2 separate regions of the Mustela erminea genome follow, and region 1 is linked to region 2. A link is a contact called in public Hi-C data. All regions are on one chromosome and are shown on one strand. Each heading gives the region's core, a stretch centred on a gene start, on an enhancer-like site or on the middle of the called end of the contact. The rest is flanking DNA. Distances are from core to core; before and after follow the strand shown. Region 1 holds the start of CHSY1 (chondroitin sulfate synthase 1). Region 2 holds the start of LRRK1 (leucine-rich repeat serine/threonine-protein kinase 1).

What was found. Hi-C and Micro-C count contacts between places; a contact is called where the count stands out from the background.
Region 1: a contact with region 2 is called in a Hi-C map of spleen, with 4 times the contacts expected there. The contact joins the promoter of CHSY1 here to the promoter of LRRK1 in region 2. A contact is called at or near these places in 2 of 3 Hi-C or Micro-C datasets (fibroblasts and spleen).

What each region holds. Positions count from the first base shown.
Region 1 is chr5:20,201,026-20,208,159 of mMusErm1.Pri, reverse strand. CHSY1 (chondroitin sulfate synthase 1) reads left to right here and starts at 3,552. Exons shown (of 3, transcript XM_032342220.1): 1 at 3,552-3,905. The coding sequence starts at 3,592.
Region 2 is chr5:19,928,225-19,935,362 of mMusErm1.Pri, reverse strand. It overlaps LRRK1 (leucine-rich repeat serine/threonine-protein kinase 1), which reads right to left and starts at 2,752. Exons shown (of 34, transcript XM_032342214.1): 1 at 2,330-2,752.

The DNA of each region.
Region 1 (7,134 bases), core at 2,303-4,802, 270 kb before region 2:
AACTCTCTGGTTTGGGGTTTCCCTTACAAGTTTTTCTGATTGTGGTTAACACTGCCCCCCCTTTTTTTCTTTTTAAATATTTCATTTATTTATTTGAGAGAGAGCGAGAGAGAGCGAGCGCGCGCACCAGTAGGGGGAGGAGCGGAGGGAGAAGCAGACTCCCCACTTAGCAGGGAACCCCCTTCCCAAGGCTTGGTCTCAGGAACCTGAGATGGTGACCTGAGCGGAAGGTCGATGTTAAACTGTCTTAGCCACCCGCGTGCCCCACCACTACCTCTTTTTTGTTTTTTAAAGGTTTTATCTATTCATTCGGAAGATATACAGACACACACACAGAGGGGGAGAGAGAGAGAGAGCACAAGCAGGGGGAGAGGCAGAGGGAGAAGCAGTCTCCCCGCTGAGCTGGGAGCCAGACATGAGGCTCGATTCCAGGGCCTGGGGATCATGACCTGAGCCAAAGGCAGACGCTTAAGTATCTTAGCCACCCAAGGTGCCCCACTACCCCCTTTTTAAATGAGAAAAATGGTCAATGAGTCCCTTAAATTAAGAGGGCTCCTGGTACTGTGAAATTGAGAAATCGTTCCTCCCTCAGTTTACTGAGGCAAAATGCCTATGAAACCCCATCTCCCTAGATCCTTGCCGGTAATGATGGTGCAGGGACTGGCAGGGCTGGTATCTAACAGGCAGGCTTCCATACTGGACTTACCGACCCTCTTTGGCCCTTTGGGTCTTTGGCTGTCACTGAAGTCCTTGGTTCCAGGCATTGGCCTCCGGCTATGAAATCCCCACCCAGGATAGCTCTGCCTCCTGATTCAGGCCTCAAAGGGGGCCCTTGATGGGTAGGACACCTTTAGAAGCTTCCCCAGGAAAATTGCCTCAGCAATTCAGCTGCTGCTTCCCCTCTCTGTCCCCAGTATGGAGGTGTGCCCTGACCCAGTATGGAGGGAAGTGGCCCCTGACCCAGTATGGAGGCTCCTGGGGTCCCTGGCTGACTTACAGGTCCTTGGCTCCTCCCTCCCACCATCCCCTGGACTGGCATTCCTCTGCTTTTCCTTGGAGGAATTCACCTGTGTCCTATTTTCCCAGTCCAGGCTGCTCTACCTTCAGGGCCAGGCTTTATGGAGAACAGGGAGTCTTCTAAATCATGAAGGAGACACTTCCATTGAGACCCCAGATGAGGCAGGTGACGTTATTGATCTAGGGGGCACAGGGACAAGTAGGAACCAAGGAATCGAGGAGGACAAAACATTCCACATCCTTACAACGTTAAGTTTCATCACATGTTTATGTACTTTTCATCAGATTTCAGTCTAGAAGAGGACATACAGAGACGTTTAAAGCAGGTTAGAAAATATTGAACTCATTCAGTATGTCACCAGATCGAACATCTGTGTCTTGCCAGATTCCTGCTTTATGGAAATCATTGTGAATTATGGGGCTGTTGCTGAATTTGGGGCATCTGGTGACTACTTGGCATTTGTGGCTTATGGTCTTACTGGAAACCCCTTTGGATGGTTTTTGAGCCTATAATTCATGGTTATATGTTCTGTATTTTTCCCGAGACTACTGCTGGAGTCCTGTGTTCACTGCATAATGAGTATTTTATTTTTAGATGTGGATCACCTCTTAGGGAGGGAGTCTGTGGGGAAGGTGGGTAATGGACTATTTTTGACATAAATAATAAGTGCCAAAGAATGTGGTAATATCCAAGGAATAAAACAACAGTGACCGCCATTCAGTTGCAGAGATTGTGTCTGTATCTCCCACAACTTACCAAGTTCAGCTGTGTATTATCTCAAACATTTGGTCATATTAACAACAAGGAAAGATCCAAAGGATTACCCCCAAGCATGCTTACTTTCTGTCCCTAATTCCTGGATTCATTTGGGGGAAATGAAGGGGACCTCTCAGGCCCAGGAAAACACTTTGCTCTCCAGGAGTTTCATTAGAAAACCCCGACGTATTGGCGACTAGGTAACAAGACTAATATTTGCTCTATACAAACATTTGTTGTATGGACACTTTCTCAGCTTTTGTAGCTTTAGCTGAGTTTTTTTGTACCCCCTAAAGAGGAAATGTATAAAATTTAAACTCCATCCTAGAGAATCCGTTATTCAAAACCTGTCTTAGAAATCCACTGCATTTTTATGGATGAACTGTGTAAAAATATTGACAAAGATTCAGGTAGGTTTGGGGTGCTAACCGACTATCTGCCCACAAAGAATGTAAATAAAAGTAGTGTTTACCATCCACAGGATTAACATCACCTACCATTTCTCCAACATCCATTAAATGCTAGCACTGTTAGGAGCTTGGACATTAAATATGGCCTTTTTTTTTTTTTTTTTTTTTTTTTTTTTTTTTTTTTTTTAACTTAGAAACTAGGGACAGGGAACAGGTAAGTGAATTCACGGTTCACTCTCCAAGCATGCACGTCTCAAACGGCTCCTGAACTGTTTATTCTATATGCGCTCGCTCCTGCCCACAGAACGGCGGGAACAAAGGTACAGTGTGAATCGGGAAGACGCGGACAAGGTAGACGCTCAGGTCCGCCTGGCTGAAGGGCAGGGCGTGGGGAGCGGGGTTTATCTGAGGACAGTTTCAGAGAGGGCACGAGCGCTTCGTGCCGAGTTCGGGGACCAAGAAGCCCCTTCTTCAAAGATCCCTCTTCAGCTTCGCGCTGGCAGTGCATCTCTCAGGATGGGGCCGCCTGGCGGGCACGGTCCCCGGGAGGGGACACCCTGGGGCCGGTGCTGGGCGCCGCCGCCAGGAGCCCGAGCGCGGACCGGCGGGGGCGTGGTCGCCGGGCGGATAACGGGCTGCAGGGCGCCGCGGTCCGGGCCCCCGCCCGCGCCCAGCCCGGCCCCACGCCCCCTCCACCCCCGCGGCCGAGCCGCAGACCGTGCGGGCGGGGCGGAGCGGGGCGGGGGCCGCGCGCGCCGGGAGGCTTTTTTTTTTTTTTTTTTGTCAAACTTTGGCCACGTGAACCGCCCCCCATTCACTTTTGCGCCAATCCGGCGGCGCGGACGGATCCCGAGAGGGGCCAGGCTCCGCCGCCGCTGGGGCCCCTTCATAACGCGCCGTGCGTGACGTGAGGGGCTCCTGTTGCAATGGCGAGCTAAGCCGGAGGATGTGCAGCTGCGGCGGCGGCGCCGGCCACGAAGAGGACGGGGGCGGGCGCAGCGCTAGCGGAGCCGAGCCAGCCGAGAGACGCGGGCGGGGCGGGACGGGGGTGCGGACTCCGCTGCCACAGCGGTCGCCGTCGCGCTGGCCCCGCGCCCTCGCGCGCGAGCGGGAAGAGCCGCCGCCGCGTCGCGCTCGAGCCGCCACCGGCGCGCGCTGGGCATGGTCCCCTCTTAAAGGCGCAGGCCGAGGCGGTGGGGGTGGGCGTGCGGAACAAAGCGGCGGCGTGGGGCCTACGGACGGCTCGGGGGCCACGATGGGCGCGGCGGGCCCGCGGCGGCCGCGGCGCTGCCCGGGCCGGGCCTCGAGGCGCTAGGGCGGGCTGGCCTCCGCGGGCGGGGGCGGCGGGCTGAGGGCGCGCGGAGCCTGCGGCGGCGGCGGCGGCCCGGCGGGCAGAGCGGCACGGGCATGGCCGCGCGCGGCCGGCGCGCCTGGCTCAGCGTGCTGCTCGGGCTCGTGCTGGGCTTCGTGCTGGCCTCGCGGCTCGTCCTGCCCCGCGCCTCTGAGCTGAAGCGAGCGGGCCCGCGGCGCCGAGCCAGCCCCGAGGGCTGCCGGCCAGGGCAGGCGGCGGCGGCGGCTTCCCAGGCCAGCGGGGCGCGCGGGGCGCAGCTCTGGCCTCACGGCCCGGCCTCGGATGGCGGCCCGCGCGACAGTAACTTTCTCTTCGTGGGAGTCATGACCGCCCAGAAATACCTGCAGACCCGCGCCGTGGCCGCCTACAGGTGAGTGAGTCCCTGCTGCTTGGACTCCGACTCCTGTATTCAGCATCCCGGTGGGCGGCCCTGCCGGTACTCTCTTGGCTTGAGCCTCTTCCTGCTTTCCAGACCGCAAGCTCCCGGGGTTCGTGTGGGATCGGGGTGCCCCTTGGGCTATGGTTGTCAGACATTGGAAACAGAGGTCAGAGGCGGGATGGTGAATGCGACGCCCAAGAGTATGGGCTTTGGGGTCAGGTGGACCAGGTTGGCTCCCGTGGGTGTGGTCCTCAGCCTGACTTTGTGTAAGGCACTTCAGCTTTCTCCGTCCAAGCCGCCTTCTTTGTTAAATAGGTCTGACTGAACATACCTCCCTCGAAAGGTTGTTGGGAAACTCTTAGGACACAGTATCTGTGATAGTAGTGGCAGTGATGGTTATCGTTTGATTCTCTGAAATAGGTACCTTTGCTCTTGCAGAGCGAGAGGGGAGGTAAGTTAATGTAGTTAGAGCTCTAACATAGCATACTTGTAGATATCAAGGGGCTGCCAGCTACATACTCGATCCACCAGTCTGTTGAGTTAATGGAAAGAGAACCTTGGGAAAAGTAGTTCTTGGCCCATGGTAGATTCGGGCTTAACTATCTCCGTTTGGGGATGTGTGTGTGTTATCCAGTATCTGGGTCCTTGTTGGCCATATGAGTCATAAAAGTGACTGGAATCATGTTCAGGATTAACAGAGGGATTAACCAAAGTAACCTTTAGAAGGGTGATGATTTTGGAATGGCAGATTTGTGCTGGAGTGAATTTGAGGTAGGAGAAGGGTGTGGGTCCAGTAAAGGGATTTAATGGAACCTTGTATGTGTAAAGTACAGAAATGCTCTCCATGTGGAGAAGATTTGGGATTCATCCAGCCACAGAACAAACCAACGCAGGGAGGTCCTCTGAGAAGGAACTTTAGAGCCCTCAGCGCTGAGCAAGGCCAAGCTGGTTGCTCTTGGTTCTTTTTTTTTCTTTTTTTTTTTTAAGATTTTATTTATTTATTTGACAGACAGAGAACACAGGCAGAGAGGCAGGCAGAGAGAGAGAGAGAGGAGGAAGCAGGCTTCCTGCTGAGCAGAGAGCCCCGATGCAGGGCTCAATCCCAGGACTCTGAGATCATGACCTGAGCTGAATGCAGAGGCTTTAACCCACTGAGCCAACCAGGTGCCCCGGTTCCTATTGGTTCTTAATTTATAACCAATCCTTTGAAACTTTGGCTTTTAAATTTAATCCTGGTCTAAATGTGCAGGCATTAGATATGAGGGGAAAAACATATATGGATCTTTATTCCTCTAAGGGAAGAAGTACAAGATTGAAAAAGAAGACAAAGAGCAATGGAGAATGGCAGCACTCTCAGTGCATTGACTCCCCATTCCTGCATCTTTCTGTGAGGATCATATTTAAGTCCAGAGCCTAGGTTCTGCCGGGAAGGATACTGAGTGCCTGAAAAACCTTAGAATGTAGTCACTTAGTATAAAATTAGACTGTGTTAGTGATTTAGGAGTCCTCAGGTGAAGATTTACTCCCAGATCCTCCATGAATTACCTGGAATTTTATGCAGATGGTTCTTTTTGCCAAGAGAAATGGCTACATCTGAAATCAGGGATGGGCTGTATAAATTGTTCAGAGAATGGTTTTGAAATGTAAGCCCACATGACTGCCATTGGGTGACAAGCCCTGCGAACTTGCAACTCTGGAGATGATTATCAAAGTAGTTTGGACAAATATTATATTGCCCACCAAACAGATATATTTTCATGGATTCAGAGTCAGTATAGACAAACCAGTAGGGGTCCTGGTACACCAGCAGTACTCAGAAAATGTAACACAAACTGGACCTACTCTTCTACACTTGGAGATGATCTTTTCCCTAAGCCCACGCTTGACACTCTGATTTTTGGTCTCCTTTTCCAAGTCTCCTACCTCATCTTTTTTGGATGCAGGATTTTTATCTCATTGTTTATTTTCTTTTGGACACTTAATGGAAAGTAGACACACAATTTGCCATCTGGCCCCAGTTCTTCCTCCTTTGTGACAACTCTGCCTTTCTGATAAAGGGAAAACCCTTATGAGGAAACAGTTTATCCTACCCAGGCATCTGTCAGCTTTCCTGCAGCTCTTTCATCTTTTGATCTCAAAAAGTCCCATTACTTGAAGCTTGGGGGTGGACTTAGCTTTCCCATTAAGATCCTCTGCCTCAAGCCTCTGTTTAGGCCATTTGCAGGAGATGGCCCAATGCAGTTTTAGTCTTAAGGAACTTTGGGGGAAGGCCTGAATTGGGATGGAGGTTACAGTGTGTAACTTATGATTATGGCTCTGCTGTGCTTTGCAACCCAGGCCGAAACTCCACACTCAGCTCTTAAAATGGAAGTTGCACGCTGTTTGGCATAAAAGTCGGTTTGAATCTTAACAGGTAGAACTGTAGTTTGGCACTGGGTGTGCTCAGTTCTAACTTCTCTCCTAAGAGGCAAATTCATTCTATACCTTTAGAAAAACTTGAATGTTTTTTAGTCTAATTTTTTTTTTCTTTTCAAAGAAAATTAGTTTGGCTTTATGGATGTAAGGAGATGCTGGCATTTTTAGTAATCTTATGCTAAGGTACTGAAAATATCAGAATTTAGGTCTGGCTACTAGTAATTGTTCGAGGTCCAGAAGGGAAATCTAAAGCCTTTGGGAAATTCAATGAGCTATACCTGTCTGCACTAAAGTTAGTGCATTTTAATGATGGAACAGCCCTATCATTGCAGACTTGTACTTTCTCGACCTGCCAAATGCTTGAAGTGGGGAGAAGGGCCACCAAGGAATGTTAGCAGTGCAGCAACGGCTGATAGCATGCAAGAAACAGCTTCTATATATGTGTGTATATACATATATATATATATATATATATATATATATATATAATTTATTTATTTATTTGACAGAGAGAGACAGCCAGAGACAGAACACAAGCAGCAGGGAGAGAGAGAGAGAAGCAGGCTTCCTGCTGAGAAGGGAGCCCGCTGAGCAGGGAATCTCCTTCGGGACTTGATCCCAGGACCCTGGGGTCATGACCTGAGCCAAAGGCAAAGGCTTACCTACTGAGCCACCCAGGTGCCCCAAGAAACAGCTTTTAAAAACCAGGCACAACAAACCTCAAAGTGTAGCTGATCAGAGTCTGACCAGGGCTAGTTTCTTCCATAGGCCCTGAGCAGACACCATAGCTGTTAAGTTCATAGGA
Region 2 (7,138 bases), core at 1,503-4,002:
TTTGCAAATCTTTATACTGGCATTAATGAACAATACCTGAATACTTAATGGGAAAAAAAGGGGGGGGGGAACCTGACATTCATTGGGCAAATGTTTTTATTGGGCCCTCCTCAAACTTTACAGCTTGTGGGGAAGGCACAGTTAAGTGAGTGCTTGCTGCAAAGTTTCTGACAGAGGAGAAAGGCAGGAGATTCAGGACCTGCTCACCTGTCTTTTCAGGAGACTTGGAAAGGATTGCCAGTACCAAAGGGCTGGAAGACGCTTGCAAATGAAGCATGTTAGCCATGCTCATATTATCCAGTAATTTTCTGAATGAAAAGTGTGGTGGTAGAGATGCTTGATCCAAAGTCTTCAATATCCCTTTGGCACTACTGGCCTCCCCTGATCAGTTACTGGCTTGTCTCCAAAATGTGCTTAATGGATTCATGGACATCAAAATAACAAGGAGCTGCAGACAAGAAATGTGTAGGTCTCAGTCCCAGATGAACACCCAAGGGTTTGGGAACAGAAGTTCTTCATGAGTCTGAAACCACACATAAATTACACCTGTCCATTAGCCATTCGATTCCTGTGCCTGTACGTACTGCGCACCTCTTAGTTCTGGCAGAGAAGAGCAGCAGTGAGCAATGCTGGTGCCTACAAATGGTCTCGGACCCCTGGAGCTCCAGTAGAGTGTGCCAGGCAGTTAAAGGAGAGAGCTAATAAATGAAGAAGGACCATAATACCAGTGGGGACCCCAGATGGACACTGAGCAAGGGACGTAAAAAAGAGGCTGGGTTTAGAGGGGGGTGGCTGGCCCTGTGAAGAATCAGGGGTCAAGACAGCAGACACCACATGCTGGAGAGTGAGATGGGCCAGGGTGGCTGGGGCGGGGGGACTGTGGTGGGGTGACATGGGCAATGGTCATGTGGTTCATGATGCCAGACTCCAAACAAACCGAGGGAAAGGAGGTATCCTATATTTCATGCCAGTCACAAGGAGAAATTATTGTAGGGCTCTAAGAAGAGGACTGACACATTCTGATTTACCTGTTTTTTTAAAAAAAATCACTCTGGATGTCAAATAGAGAACTGGAGAGGGGAGGATTGTAATCATACAGAAATGGGTGCTCCTACTTTAGACTAGGATGAAGACTGAGGAGGAAGGGCTGGACCCAGACACACAGGCAAGCCCAACTCAACTTGGTAACAGACTGAATTCAAGGGATGAGGGGACAGGATAGAGGAAAATTCCCAGCAACTGAGCAACTGAGTTGAATATGGGCTTATTCCCTGAGATGTGGAAGCTTGGGGGCAGGAATGTTTGGCTGACCCCAAAACCTCCTTTAGGGACAAGTCAGGTGTGAGGTTTGTATGTCTGTAACTTAATTTTTTCATTCTTCCCAGACAGAAGCAAAAATACTTGGTCAGTCTAGTCGACTGTTTAATGTCTGGGTAACTCGTTACAATGCTGACTGGCTGGCAAACTGTAAAAAGAGTGTATTCAGTGAGAACCTTGCTAAAAGGTTCTGGGGCTCCTGTTTTCTCTATCTCTGAACCCTGTCGATGTGTTTGGGGAGAAAACTTCTGGCCTCTAAGCATGCAGGGACAAGGTGGGCTGGCCAGAGGTCCCCAGATTCTCCCTTACCATCTCCCTCTGGCCACCAGCCTTCCCAGGCTCCCTCCTTGCCCTGTCCTGGACCTCACTCATCTCTGCACCCCTGCCAGGCAAGGTGGCAGAGATGGCGGGTTTTACGGGGACCTGCCAGAGCCTCGTCCCTTGGGCAGAAGCCCGGCCCAGGCTTTGCAGGGCGGGGTGGGGGGCCTGGAGCACTTGGCAGACCCTCAGAAGCAGCCTCCCCCTCCTGCCCCCGGGGGCCAGAGATCCTGGGCAGAGCCTCCCCGCCACACACACACACACACACACACACACACACACACACACACACACACACTCACCCGCACGCTGGCTTGCTCACACTGGGCCCGCGCGGGGCTGAAGGAAATGTCTGTAGAGACGTAGGTAGAGACGTCCTGTGTCTCTTCCCGACTTTTGTTTTTTTGCTCCTGCTCCCCTAGCCCCAGCCGCGGCCCGCGCGGAATTTCGGGGTGGCCCTCCCGGGCCCCGCACCCTCCCCCACTCCGCGGGCCGGGGAGGCCGCGGGGCCACGAGACCGGGGTCGCCCGCGCCCTCGGTGCACCCCCCCCACCCCTCCCGCAAGGGCCACCTCCGCGGAGCACGCGACCGCCCGGAGCGCGAGCCTGGGCTGCGGGGGCCCGGGGCTCCCCGAGACCCTCCGCAGGAGGCAGCCAGGGCCCCCGGTTGGGGCGGGGGCCGGACGGGGGCTTACCTGCGGCTGCGGCGGCGGCGGGGCAGGACCCGGGGCGCCGGGGACGCGGGGCTCCGCGCGCGGGGCCGGGCGGGGCGGACACCAGCGGGCCGGGGCCTGGCCGTCCCCCTGCCCTCCGCCCCCTGCGCCTCTGGCCGCGCGCGCCGGGGCCGGGCCGGGCCCAGACGCACTTCCTCAATCCTGCGGCCCGCGGGCGGGAGGCGCGGAGAGCGCGCACGGCGAGGGTCGGCCGCGGCTGCTGCGGCCCGCGACGGGCACAGGGCGGGGGGTCCTTGTGGTGGCCCGCCTCGGTTTCCCCAGCCAGAGGTACCCAGATGCACCGCTCCTGCCCGGGAGACGACGGGGCCCGTGGGCCCTTGCAGCGCGAGGTCTCCTCCAGGTTTGGGTACCCTGCCCGCTCCTGGCGGGGCAGGCGCAGCGACAAGATTGGTCGGTTCTCAGCTCAGCCCAGCTTTCACTGCCCCCTTGGCTCTGCTCGGGGGCAAAATACAACGACTAACGTCTGACTTGTACTAGGTGTAGACTCGCAGTAAATACTTAAAAGTCAGGCAGATATTCATTTATGTACAATTCCGTATAGGGCAGTATAAAAATACATATTTTTAATGCTTTTGTATTTTGCAAATTGTGCCCCTCCCGTTACAAGAATGTATTTAATTATGGATGTACATATAAAGATGTCACTATTTGGTGAATCATTGTAAATGGTGTGGGCTGTTTTAGTAGGTAAGACAGGATGGGATGTTGGCAATTTGTTTTGTTTCGACTGAATGTAAGTATGTTCATCACACCGCGGAGGCCACTCTGAAGGCGGATCGTAGAGACGCACGCCCAGGCTGCGGACAGCCCTCAGATTTGGCTCCACGTGCCAACCCCAGAAAGAGAAGTCTGCTCAGAAAAAAACAGATGGTTCTATGGTTCTGCAGCCTGGCAGGACCCGCGCCCTAAACGCTTCTCATGTAACGTTACATGAGATTTAGGGCAAGACGGAGGCAAATCCCCACCCACCTCACTGCCATTTCACAAAGGCCGGGCGGACGCAGGGCCCCCGCACGACCCCCGCACGACGTCGCGGGCACTCTGAGCAGTGGCCGGTTGGCTAGGGCACCCCCGGGGCAGCCTTGCTTTGCTCCCAGGAAGACCCCCAGCTCTCCTGCCACGGAACGCCCTTGCAAAAGGGTGGATGCGGTTTTCAATCCTGTCCTCAATACTTCGGTCCTAACGCCAGAACTCAAAAGGCAGGAGTGGGATTGCTACCGAAAAGTCCCTAATAATTTGCAGGGCGTGGCGTCGCAGTGCTGAGGGAGCTGGGCAAACCCTGCGCCGCGCCTCTACGGCGCGCGGCCGCGCCATCTAGCGGTACCGCGAGGAAGAGCACGCCCAGTGCCCGGGCGGACGCTGGAGCTCCTGTGGCCAATGTGGTTGGGGCAACTCAGCTTCCCTTTTTCAAGAGTTTGGGAATAGAGGCTAGGGAATGTCTCCAATGTAAAACAAAACAAAAAAACAAAAACAAACAAACAAACAAAAAAAACCAGCCGACTTGAGTGTTTTGAGCTGGTTACATCTCAGCATTTAACTCTATTCATTAGGCATGAGTTAGTCACAGGTTTGCACGGGAAGGTTATTACAGGTCAGTTAAGATCTCTTCCTACTGCTTCTTGGTCACTTCCCCTAACAACGCTGACTCGTGGTCTTCTAGCTTTTGCTCTGCGTACCCAGGTTCTCAGCATCTCAGTTGGAATGACCGCTCCTAAGGTATAATCAACTGGAAGCTGCCTCCCCCACCTCACATTTCTGCCTCCTGAAGGTCTAGTAGCTGACTGCTACCATGCCATCCCACCCCCACAGCCTTTTAGTCATTTCTTCGGCGGCGAACTTAGTTTCCTCAGACATTTTTCTCTGGATAGTTTATAAAAAAATCCTTTATCATCTGCATTTTAGGCTTAAGTCAGATAAATGCTAGGGGCAGGACAGTAATAATTCTTTGTCCTCTACCAGGAGAAGCTAGGACATTCCATAAGGTCCACTTTGAGAAAATGTGCCCCCCTCCTGTGCACCCCCCACCACATGCACACCCATGACAGCCAGTGTGTGTCCCCAGAATGGTTCCCTTCAGAGAGTAAACCAGTAAAGGAAAAAATAAGTAAACCAAAAAAGGAAAAATAAATAAACCAGTAAAGGAAAAGGCCATTTTCCTAGAATGTTCTGCTCACACTGAGATTGAGAAATGAAAGTTTTCTAAATACATGAATACCTATGTAAGTGGATACATTAAGCGAGATCTGATCCAGGCCTCTCTTAAGTGTTCTCTTAAAAGGTGGCACCTTGAGGGGCGACTAGGTGGCTCGGTGTGTTAAACCTCTGCCTTCAACTCAGGTCATGATCTCAGGGTCCTGGGATCGAGCCCCACATCAGGCTCTCTGCTCGGCAGGAAACCTGCTCCCCGCCCTCCCCCGGCCTACTATGATCTCTCTCTGTGACAAATAAATAAATAAAATCTCTCTTAAAAAAAAAAAAAGGGGCACCTTGTCACCCCATAGCCAAAATGATCTTGGATGATCAACATCAAATACACAGATGTAACTGGATGGACTTAACCGAGTACAAGGGAAGCTCTTGATCCAACCTCAGTGTCAGCTCATGACTTGCTGACTGAGGCATGTTAGAAACTCAAGGTTGGGTCAAACCCAAACACCAAGATCCTTGTGACAAAGATGGAAACGTGTGCAGACGGCAGCAGAATGCAATATTTTCTCTAACCCCCTGTGCCATCCTCCCCACCATTTTCCAGACTCACCTGCTCATTAGTAAAAGGACACTTGGGCAGCTTAGGTGACAGCTCACACTTCACCAGCTAAGTTGTGGAGCCTTTGAGGCCGAGCTCCCTGTCTGCATAACCGGCAAACACAGATGAGTGGGTTTCACACTCAGGCGAAATGTGAGGCCTGATCAATTGAGCAAATGGAATTTGAATCTTAAGCCACAGATACTGCTTTATGACAAGCCATTTTGTACATTAGCTCTGAGAAAGAGAAAGGTCTGCCGCAGAATTAAAGTGAGTTTGGTCCTTAAATGAAAAAAAAAATAATGTTTGTCAAATATCCGATTTTATTTTATCATTGTTGCATTGTCGGACACAATCGGTAGTTGGGGGTCAGAATTCCCAGGCCAATAGATTTTTCTGAAACCATACCACAGGAGTAAACCTTAAAAGAAGTGAAATCTATTACTATATAGATTTCCATTTCTAAATACAGTATATTACAGAAGGTTGAATATACCACCTCTGTTTACTTACAACTATAAAAAGATACATTAACTATACCAATTATAAATAATGTAGCATTTCATAATAAAGGCATTATTGTACAATGAGAGAATAAGAACCCTCTAATGTATTACTAACAAGATTAGTGTCTATAGTTGCTTGAGATAAAATCCTGAAAATTCAGTGTACGAAGTCAACCCCTGACCTAGCGAGTTGCTGACAGTTTAAGTGATAAGTGTTAACTGATGCAGAGAAGGTGAATTGCATATTGCCTATTTCTGACAAGAACGACAACCCCATTCCATACAGGACTTTCTTTTATCCATCACACTGGTTTTGATGTTTGTCATCTTACTGCCCTCCCCCCCAATTTAATTCTCAAACATAATTTAATTCCAAAATAGAAGCACCCTCAGAAAAGTAACTAATTAGTAACAGTGGAAGTATCCAAACAGCGCAATTCCATTTGGTTTTGTTGTTTTAGAAGCAACTGGGGAACACTTTAAAACTTGGGATTGCACAGCATTTGCAGATATAAAGAGGAAAAGAAACATTCACAACATGTTAGTGCAGTCCTCAGGCCACTTGAGTACTGAGGGACCCAGTTCTTCCACGGAGTCCCGGTGTTATTTGTTAATTAATCATTAATATCAAAATAGGACTTTAAAAAACCAAGTGGTATTAAAGCAACAGCCTTTCCAGTTGTGTATGCTTTGCTAATCTAACATAGATCACCAAGCTGGAGACATAGAGAGCTACACAGGCAGATCATAAACCGTTAATGCAAGTAGCAGAAATTCAGAATTTGTAAAAGGGAATTATGGCTCTGGTTTGTAAAATGCAGTTGCTAAGCTGTCATCACTAGGTCACCAGCAGCAAAGGTGACACTAGCAATGTTTTCTGCCTAAGAAAGTGCCTTGGTTAAGGTCGCCCGTGACATAGCTTTAGATAAGCATGTTGGGCACTGATTCGGTCATATTCCAAAAGGAGTTTTCGTTTTAAGCGGAGTCCCATGGTCAATGTCAAGAGGCAGTCCTTGAAGAACCCACGTCCTTTCACACCCAAGACCTTCAGTACCTTTCCATGGCACCTGCTTCCTCAAAGCGCCCCCCATTGGATCCTCACAATCCTGTTCGTATGTTTTGAACTTCGTTCTGTTTCTTTTCCGCTAACTGGTAGGAGGCGCTTGGGTCATGGGCAGATAACCCCGAGAAGCCACAGGTGCAGGGCCCTGTTTGCAGAGCAAGCCAGGCGTTCTTCCAAGTTCTTAGCGGAGTCAGAATCGGCCAAACATTTTTAAGGGACCTCTGGAGACTTCAAATACCACTTCCCATTGGCCACGCCCTGAGCCCCTTCACTGTCCCCCAGGGGGACCTGGTTGAAAGGGAGAAACAGAAAGGGCCCCGAGCTCCATCCCCAGGCGGGACTGCAAGCCCACATATACAACGGATGGGTCACTAAAACAGGAGTGTGAGAGGAAAGTGGAAATCATTCAAATCCAGTAGATTTAAAGTCTCCAGCGCAAAGGAACCCCGGGAAGA